Linked DNA regions of Hordeum vulgare: region 1 is linked to region 2. Evidence: chromatin contacts called from public Hi-C data. All regions are on one chromosome and are shown on one strand. The core of a region is the stretch at or near the end of the contact, and the rest is flanking DNA. Distances in the headings are between cores, read along the strand shown. Region 1 holds the start of LOC123426977 (probable amino acid permease 7). Region 2 holds the start of LOC123426974 (protein FATTY ACID EXPORT 1, chloroplastic-like).

What was found. Hi-C and Micro-C count contacts between places; a contact is called where the count stands out from the background.
Region 1: a contact with region 2 is called in a Hi-C map of leaf, with 4 times the contacts expected there. The contact joins the promoter of LOC123426977 here to the promoter of LOC123426974 in region 2. A contact is called at or near these places in 1 of 6 Hi-C or Micro-C datasets (leaf) and 1 of 1 datasets of contacts at active chromatin or transcription factors (embryo).

What each region holds. Positions count from the first base shown.
Region 1 is chr2H:520,794,656-520,798,326 of MorexV3_pseudomolecules_assembly, reverse strand. It overlaps LOC123426977 (probable amino acid permease 7), which reads left to right and starts at 2,202. Exons shown (of 7, transcript XM_045110897.1): 1 at 2,202-2,656; 2 at 2,791-3,027. The coding sequence starts at 2,569.
Region 2 is chr2H:520,607,930-520,611,969 of MorexV3_pseudomolecules_assembly, reverse strand. LOC123426974 (protein FATTY ACID EXPORT 1, chloroplastic-like) reads left to right here and starts at 2,189. Exons shown (of 7, transcript XM_045110895.1): 1 at 2,189-2,381; 2 at 2,769-2,985; 3 at 3,906-4,040. The coding sequence starts at 2,833.

The DNA.
Region 1 (3,671 bases), core at 953-3,452, 190 kb before region 2:
GTGAGTTTTAGAGCTTATGGTCATCTTCATGACACGCTCGAGTTCATCGAAAACGGAGTCCATATGCATCTTCTATGATGTTTTCGATGTTGGGAGTTTTTACCGGTCTTATTCGAAGAAGGGTTCTCACCATTTTCTTATGGGACTTTTCTCACTTGCTTCTTATTGATATTTCTATCAAGATTGCGTTAGCCCATGTCGTTAGCTTTCCAACAAACTTGGTTTCGTTGAACTCGGAGTTCATATGCGAAAGTTACAGCAGTTTCAGTATCCAGCGGTAGTAGCCGCTCGTGGTGCCAGCGGTAGTACCGCTCCTGTGGCGGTAGTACCGCCCCCGGAGAGGTAGTACCGCCCCGGAGTGGTAGTAATTTTTTACTACCGCTTCCTAGCGGTAGTACCGCTCCGTCGGACTGTTTTTTGCATACTTTTTGGCCTCAGCATGGTTGGTGAACCTATCGAGCGGTAGTACCGCTCTGTGCGGGCTGTGAGGCTTAACGGTTGGATTTTCCCCACCTATAAAAGCGGGTCTTCTTCCCTATGGAACCTTATCTCTTTAGCTCGTGTTCTTCCCCCATTGTTGACCTTCTTTGAGCTTGCTAACTCTCAATCCCTCCAATGATTCTTGCTAGTTCTTGAGGGAAAAGAGAGAGGAGATCTAGATCCACATTTTCACCAATCACTTTCTCCTCTAAGTGAGGGGAACCCCTTAGGTCTAGATCTTGGAGTTCTTCGTTCTTCCTCTCATTTTCCTCCCTGGCATTAGTTGCTTTGGTGGGATTTGGGATAGAAGGATTTGGGCACTCCGTGTGCCCTTGCCATTGCATTAGTTGCATCGTTTGAGTTCTCCACGGTGATATGTGGAAGTGAAGTTTGAGAAGCTTATTACCTTTGGTACTTAGTACCCTAGATATTGTTCTTCGTGGATGATTCGGCGTCCTAGAAGCTTGGTGGTGTCTCGGAGCTCAACTTTGTGGTGTAAAGCTCAGGGCAAGCGTCGGGGTCTCCAATTAGGTTGTGGAGATTGCCCCGAGCAATTTGTACGGGTATCGGTGATCGCCCTCAAGGTTTGCCATTTGTACGGGTTCGGTGACCGCCCTCAAGGGTTCCTTAGTGGAATCACGGCATCTTGCATTGTGCGAGAGCGTGAGGAGATTACGGTGGCCTTAGTGGCATCTTGGGGAGGATTGTGCCTCCACACCGCTCCAACGGAGATTGGCATCCGCAAGGTTGTGAACTTCGGGATACATCATCGTCTCCGCGTGCCTCGGTTATCTCTTACCCGAACCCTTTACTTATGCACTTTACTTTGTGATAGCCATATTGTTTATTGTCATATATCTTGCTATCACTTAGTTGTTTATCTTGCTTAGCATAAGTTGTTGGTGCACATAGGTGAGCCTAGTTGTTGTAGGTTTTGTGCTTGATAAATTAAACGTTAGTTTTATTTCGCATTTGTTCAAGCCTAAACCGTAATTATATTAAAGCGCCTATTCACCCCCCTCTAGGCGACATCCACGTCCTTTCATCAGCGGCGTGGGCGAGTGGATGGGTCAAGAAAGGATACGGGGGTGGGGAAAACTGACCGCAGACGGGGTATATTTTCTACAAGCTAAATACGGTGCAGCGGACATACGAGGGTAAATATTATGGCTGAAAAACAATCATCCAAGGAGGAGATTCGAATCTATTGTATTTTTTACAGGAGGCTAGGTTTTTACGGGTGCAAAACGACGATCCAAGCGCAGTCTGAGAGAGCTCATGATCAACAAAGATGAACAATAAAGATTTGAAACACGGACGAGAACGAAGAAATAGACTATGTCAACTTTTGCAATATTAAAGAAATGTCATGTCCGCTTTTGATTGACGAAACATGTCAAAAAAATGTCATGAATGTGGGACGGTTTAAATGAAAGTCCTCTGTTTTGCATGAGAATGGTACGGTTTGTTCAAATTTAGTTTAAAACGTGTCCGGGCATTTGAGGTATACAATTGTATGGATGCCACTCATATCTATGTTCGTGGACACGATTAGAGCACATGGTGTATTTCAGAAGATGCCAAACAGTTTGCCCCTCTGCCCTTTTTGTGAGGCAAATCTGGTTTCTTCTCGAGAGATCCAGAATACCCGGGCTCCAATCCCTGTCTCGACTGTTCCAAGAACAAAACATGCATGCTGCAATGATTGCACAATGCAGTATCATTCTCAAAACCAAATTCGGTGTCCTCATACAATCTGTGGCCTGCAATTACGCAGTGCCCCGCTGTACCTCCTTCCTGTGTGAATTGACCACAGCGCAATCAGACGGCGCCAAGTAGCACCTCACCTCACCTCACCAGCGTGCGGGCCTACACACTCGAGGAGCCAGTCACAACAGAGCCTCTTTTCCTCGTCCTCTCGATCCACCCACGTATCAGTGCCTCCTCTAACAACAGCTGGTCGATCCAGCCACCATTCGCCAAGTAGTATTCCAGTCAGTTCAGCGAGTCCGTCTCCGTGATACGATTCCCCTTCCGCGCTCGCCGCCGGCCGGCCGGGAAGGGAAGGGAGCGGGATTTCCCCCGACGATGGCGTTCGGCGAAGGGGGAGGCGACGCCACGGCCCCTCTCATCTCTTCCGACGGGCCGAAGCGCCATCCCAACGTCGTCAGGAACGGTGAGCACCCCGCCGGCCCGGACCAAACCGATCCACTCGATCGATTTCTCTGGACCTTTTGCCTCCGCGTTTGGTCGTCCGTGTGTTGTGACTCGTGTTGTGACCCTGCCGTTGGATTTTGGGTTGGAATGAAGGGAACGAGTGGACGGCGGCGGCGCACGTGATCACGGCGGTGATCGGGTCCGGCGTGCTGTCGCTGGCGTGGAGCATGGCGCAGCTGGGGTGGGTGGCCGGACCGGGCATGATGGTGGTGTTCGCCTCGGTGACGGCGCTGCAGTCCACCATCTTCGCCGACTGCTACCGGTCGCCGGACCCGGAGCACGGCCCGCACCGCAACCGCACCTACGCCCACGCCGTCGAGCGCAACTTAGGTACGCAATCCACGTCCCGCCCGTCCTTTTCCATCCATTACTGTCGTTTTTTCTGTTCCAACTCTTCTCAATCCAAATCTTCTCTTCGGCACAGATATTTTAGTTAATGAGCGGGTATCTGTATCCGTTTACTGGTCGCCAGAATTGAGTGACAGTCTGACAGAGACGATTCGGATAGTCTATTAGTATTACTGCTACAAACAAATAGCCAGGCATTGGCAATCAAGTCGTTAAACAGAGCTCCTTGTAGCATTACAAAAGAAGGGAAAACTTATGAAGTCACGTCTCTGTTCTGCATTTCTTCCTCCGACTGGTCCATAGTCACTCTCGGAGAGCACGTCAAAAGGGGCGCGCAACCTGCTTGGGGCCACGTGGTGGGCGCGCAACCTGATTAGAGACCGCTGTTTCTTTAATATAACTGGTCGCAGTACACGAGTTCGTGTTTGGGACTGCAGAGCAGGACAGCTGGCCAAGGCTAGCCGGAACGGCAAGCAAGGTGGGTGGCCCGTTTGAGCTCGTCAGACACGAGCCATTCTGCAGCAGTCTGATTGCGACCCTAATCCGTAGTACACCAGGGGATTCTCCCCCCGTACCAACCGTGCTTCCTCCAGAATGAATCGATTAAACATGCGTCAACATTGTTG
Region 2 (4,040 bases), core at 940-3,439:
AGAGAAACACCAAACAAGAACCAAGAAATATGATGCAAGGATGCAACTGGTTTGAGCTCTCAACGAATGATATGGTCAAGCTACTCGCTTGAGAGCCCCCTTGACAGTACGACATATATCCTATAGCCCAGTCTCCCAACTGCCACCGTGAGACCGGTAAAATAGAAAACCTATCAAGGGAAAACATATACCTTGCACATGGTCCACTTGAGCTAAATGATGATGATCTTGACTTCCTCAAGATGGACCACATTTCTTGATTGCATTGGCTCGATGAAGACTAGATGATTTCTCCCCCATACTCACTATGTGTGAGCCACTCTTCAGCACATCTTCGCAAGTCCATTGTCATCACAATGGACGACAAGCTTCAAGCATGATATCTTCATGATGCTCCACTTAAACTTGCACACTACAATCTTGATGACAATCACCACTTGATGTCATCCTCCATGGGTTGTATGATATCTCCCTCTTGACGCAAGCCCATGAAAAAACACCTAGCCCCACATAGAACTCTCACGAAGACCATGGGTTAGCACATAAAGTGTAATGGACAATGCTTACCATACCATGGGATCACTTGATCCCTCTTGGTTCATCTTGTATGTTTTGTGTGTTGATCAACTTGATTCACTCCTTGACTTAGTCTTGATCAACCTTGTGTCTTTATGACCAATCTTTGGATAAAACCTTGAGTACCAACTTGGTCATCACATAAACTCCTTGAAACCAACAGATGGACTTCAAGAAGTGCCTATGGACAAATCCTTTGAATATAACTCAAGGCAACCATTAGTCCATAGGGATTGTCATCAATTATCAAACCACATATGGAGAAATATGCTTTAACAATAAGGCTTTCAGTTAGATAACTCACTCCTGACGCGGGACGCATGCCGGTCAAGACGTAATTCAGGCACATCCTCCACTTCGGTTCGTAAGAAGCACATCTCGATGGATGACTTCCAGCGCACAAATTAAGAACATATTTGGTCCTGATAGAAATATATGGTTATAAGCATTAAAACCTCATACCCATGCCTATTTATATTATAAGTGTTTTCTTTCAAATGTTTGATGCCGATTAAGTCAAAACTTGTAATTGTTTTTTTAACAAAAGCTTGTCTGAGACTCTAACTTAAAGGGCATCCTCCTCCGGTGGGTTTGATAACTTTTGGTCACCTTTAGGGAAAAAGTCGAGAATCCTTTATGCTCCATTTCCGGATCACCAAAGAAAATAATCATGTAACATAAAGTTGCTTCGTACCTGTCTCGTGTTCTTCATCCCTGCAGGTACCTAGGATCATGGAGAACGAGCTACAGAGAGCCTAAGGGCAGAGGGGTCGTGAAGTGTTATTTTGACACCAATGACCGAAAAGTTTAGTACGGTCATACATATCCTATCTCTTGGGATTCAAGAGGTGTAGTCACTAGACGCCCAATGATTGTCTCATATTGCTATCTTCATTACCAAGGCAACCCCGCACGACGGATATGGTTTTTAATTGGACAACTGATTTTTTACGTAAGATGCGTGTCGGTTAAGGCATAATTTGGATATATCCTCCACTTCAATGCATAGTAAGCATATCTCGATGAATGTCTTCGAGGGCACATATTAAGATCATGATGATTCTAACACAAATATATGGTTATAAGCATAAGTCCTCATACCCAGTCCGGTGACGGCAACGTTGACCGGTTGTGACATGGTCGGCGACAGTGTGGGTTAGGGCCTCCACTGACGAAGTTGTGGGTTAAGGACGATATCGACGAAACTATGATGGTGACTATGGAGACAAGGAAGAAAAGAAAAACGAAACATGGTTGGTCTGGCGTCTTCAAACAAATTGATGCAGGCCCTTGCGATCAATCCTACTTGATGGTCGCGTCCGGACGTCCTCGTATCCGTCAAGTATGAAAAATACCCGTCAATTATTGATTTTTTTTTTTGTCCAGTCCCGGGTCGTAGATGCTGTCAGGAAACATCGACGAGGAAAGAAAAAGCACGAACAAGGTAGCAGCAAGCGCGGCAAAGATGGGAGAGGAGGGCACGGAAGAGCAAGGAAGAAGAGAAGAATCGCAATTTAACGACCGTCATGTGGCACATTCCTTGGATAATTTTGGTCTAGAGGATCAATTTCTAAACTTTTTAACCCTTTGGGATGACTGGAATAACCATACCACCCCTGGCTAATTTCCATGTCTGCCCACAGGCCCCGCACTGCGCCTGGCCTGACCGCCGCGAACAGATCCTGGGATCTCTCCTCCCTCCGACCCTCCCTCTTCGTCTCTCGTTTCCCTCTCTTTCGGTCCCTACCCCGACGCCCGCTCGACCTCGGTCCAAGTCCGGCAGCCAAGGCGACAGCGACGGCAAGGTATGCTCCGTCCCTCCCTTATATTTTCCTCTCCAAAGAGTCCCTTGATAGGTTGAATCCTTCGTTGAAACCCTAGATGAGAAACTCGTTATTCGATATAGATGTTCTGACAAAAATTCTTAGCGTTTTTTTTAAAATTAAGGAATAACTACTTTTCCCCTTTGATCAAATATTTTTTGTCAAAAAACAAGAAAATATTTGAGAAAGTAAGCATATCTCTCTAAACAGACTGGAGCTCCTGGCGCGTGCCTGCCGTTCAGGTGTAAGCCAAATATGGCTGTGGAAAAGAAAACCCGGGGGGTGGGGGATGGTGGAGGGTTAGATTTAAGTGAGTAGTTCATTTTGTAGAATATGCCGGAAACTCACTGATTGACTCATCAACTTCAGGGCATTTTAAACGGTGGCACACCAATTTGGGCAAATCATCAAAGTTGCACCAATTTCGGGGCAAATGATAAAAAGTCCTGTTTCACCGTCTCAATCCCACATGGCTGTAGCGGCGGCGCAGCTCCGTGGATCGGCCATGGTCGCTCGGAGGCATGGAGCCTTCAGAGTCCCCTCCTCCTGCCGGTGGCCACGTCACCCTCTCGCCGGTTCACTAAAGGTATTACCCTGATCCAGAAGTAAACACTACCTATGAGTAATTCATTCATGCCCTGTTATATTTGCTTGTGTTTGGATGTCACTCTGCTCATCTGAAGAACATGTTATTGTTGTTTTACAAGTTCTTGATCATTGACCACTAGAATATTTTGTTGTTGTGCAAAAGTTAACAGTCACGTGACTTTCATAAAGAAGAAATGTTGAGTTTATGTACAGCCTGCCTGAGGCATTATGAAACAACACTGACAGCTGCACTTGACAATTTAGTAGGGGTAGTAAGGGGAACTTTTCCATTTGCACGCATCTGGAAATTTGATCGTTGATGATGTTGTGCACGTTGTCTAAGGAAAATTATATCACAAAGAGACGACAAAATGGTTCTGCGGTGCTGGCTGGTGAATCTGCTTGTAGAAATTTGGAACAATAAACATTTGAATTCATGCTTCTGTAATTTAAAGTGTTGTTGTTCTTGTACCAGTCGGGTTCATGAAGAGTTGAAGCTGTTGCCTACTCCTGTGCTCTGATGTGCTAGCATGGACCAAATATATAATCACATGATCAAGCTATCCAATTTTTATAGAGTCAAGTGTTTAATCAGTGCATGTATTTCTGCCCTGATTGGGAGGACCTTGAGATGAGAACCTAAGCTAGTTTAATTGTTCTGTTGTAACTTATAAGGTGAATAATATAGGCCGCATGTCACCATTTGATAGTAAATGCGTTTTGGTGGACACTAGTCTTGAGATGCATTTTGGTGTTATAATATTCTGCAAAAAGGTACATTATTTCCTGCAGCATCAAGCCATGCTCTTCCCCAAGATCAGCTTGAACACAATGACCAGAAGATTTGTTTCTTAGAGAAAATAATGTAAAAGTCAAAAAATGTTGACTTTACGTTTTAAACTTATTTTGTTGTCTCAGTTTTCAGTTTCTACCAGTGGAGTGAGTGGGAAGCTGTTTGGTTTTGGTGCCAAAATTGCAAAAAAATGTGTAAATGAGAACACTCGGGCTGAAGAGTTGAATTCGAGATCAGATCAAGCAGGCGAACTTGTAGCA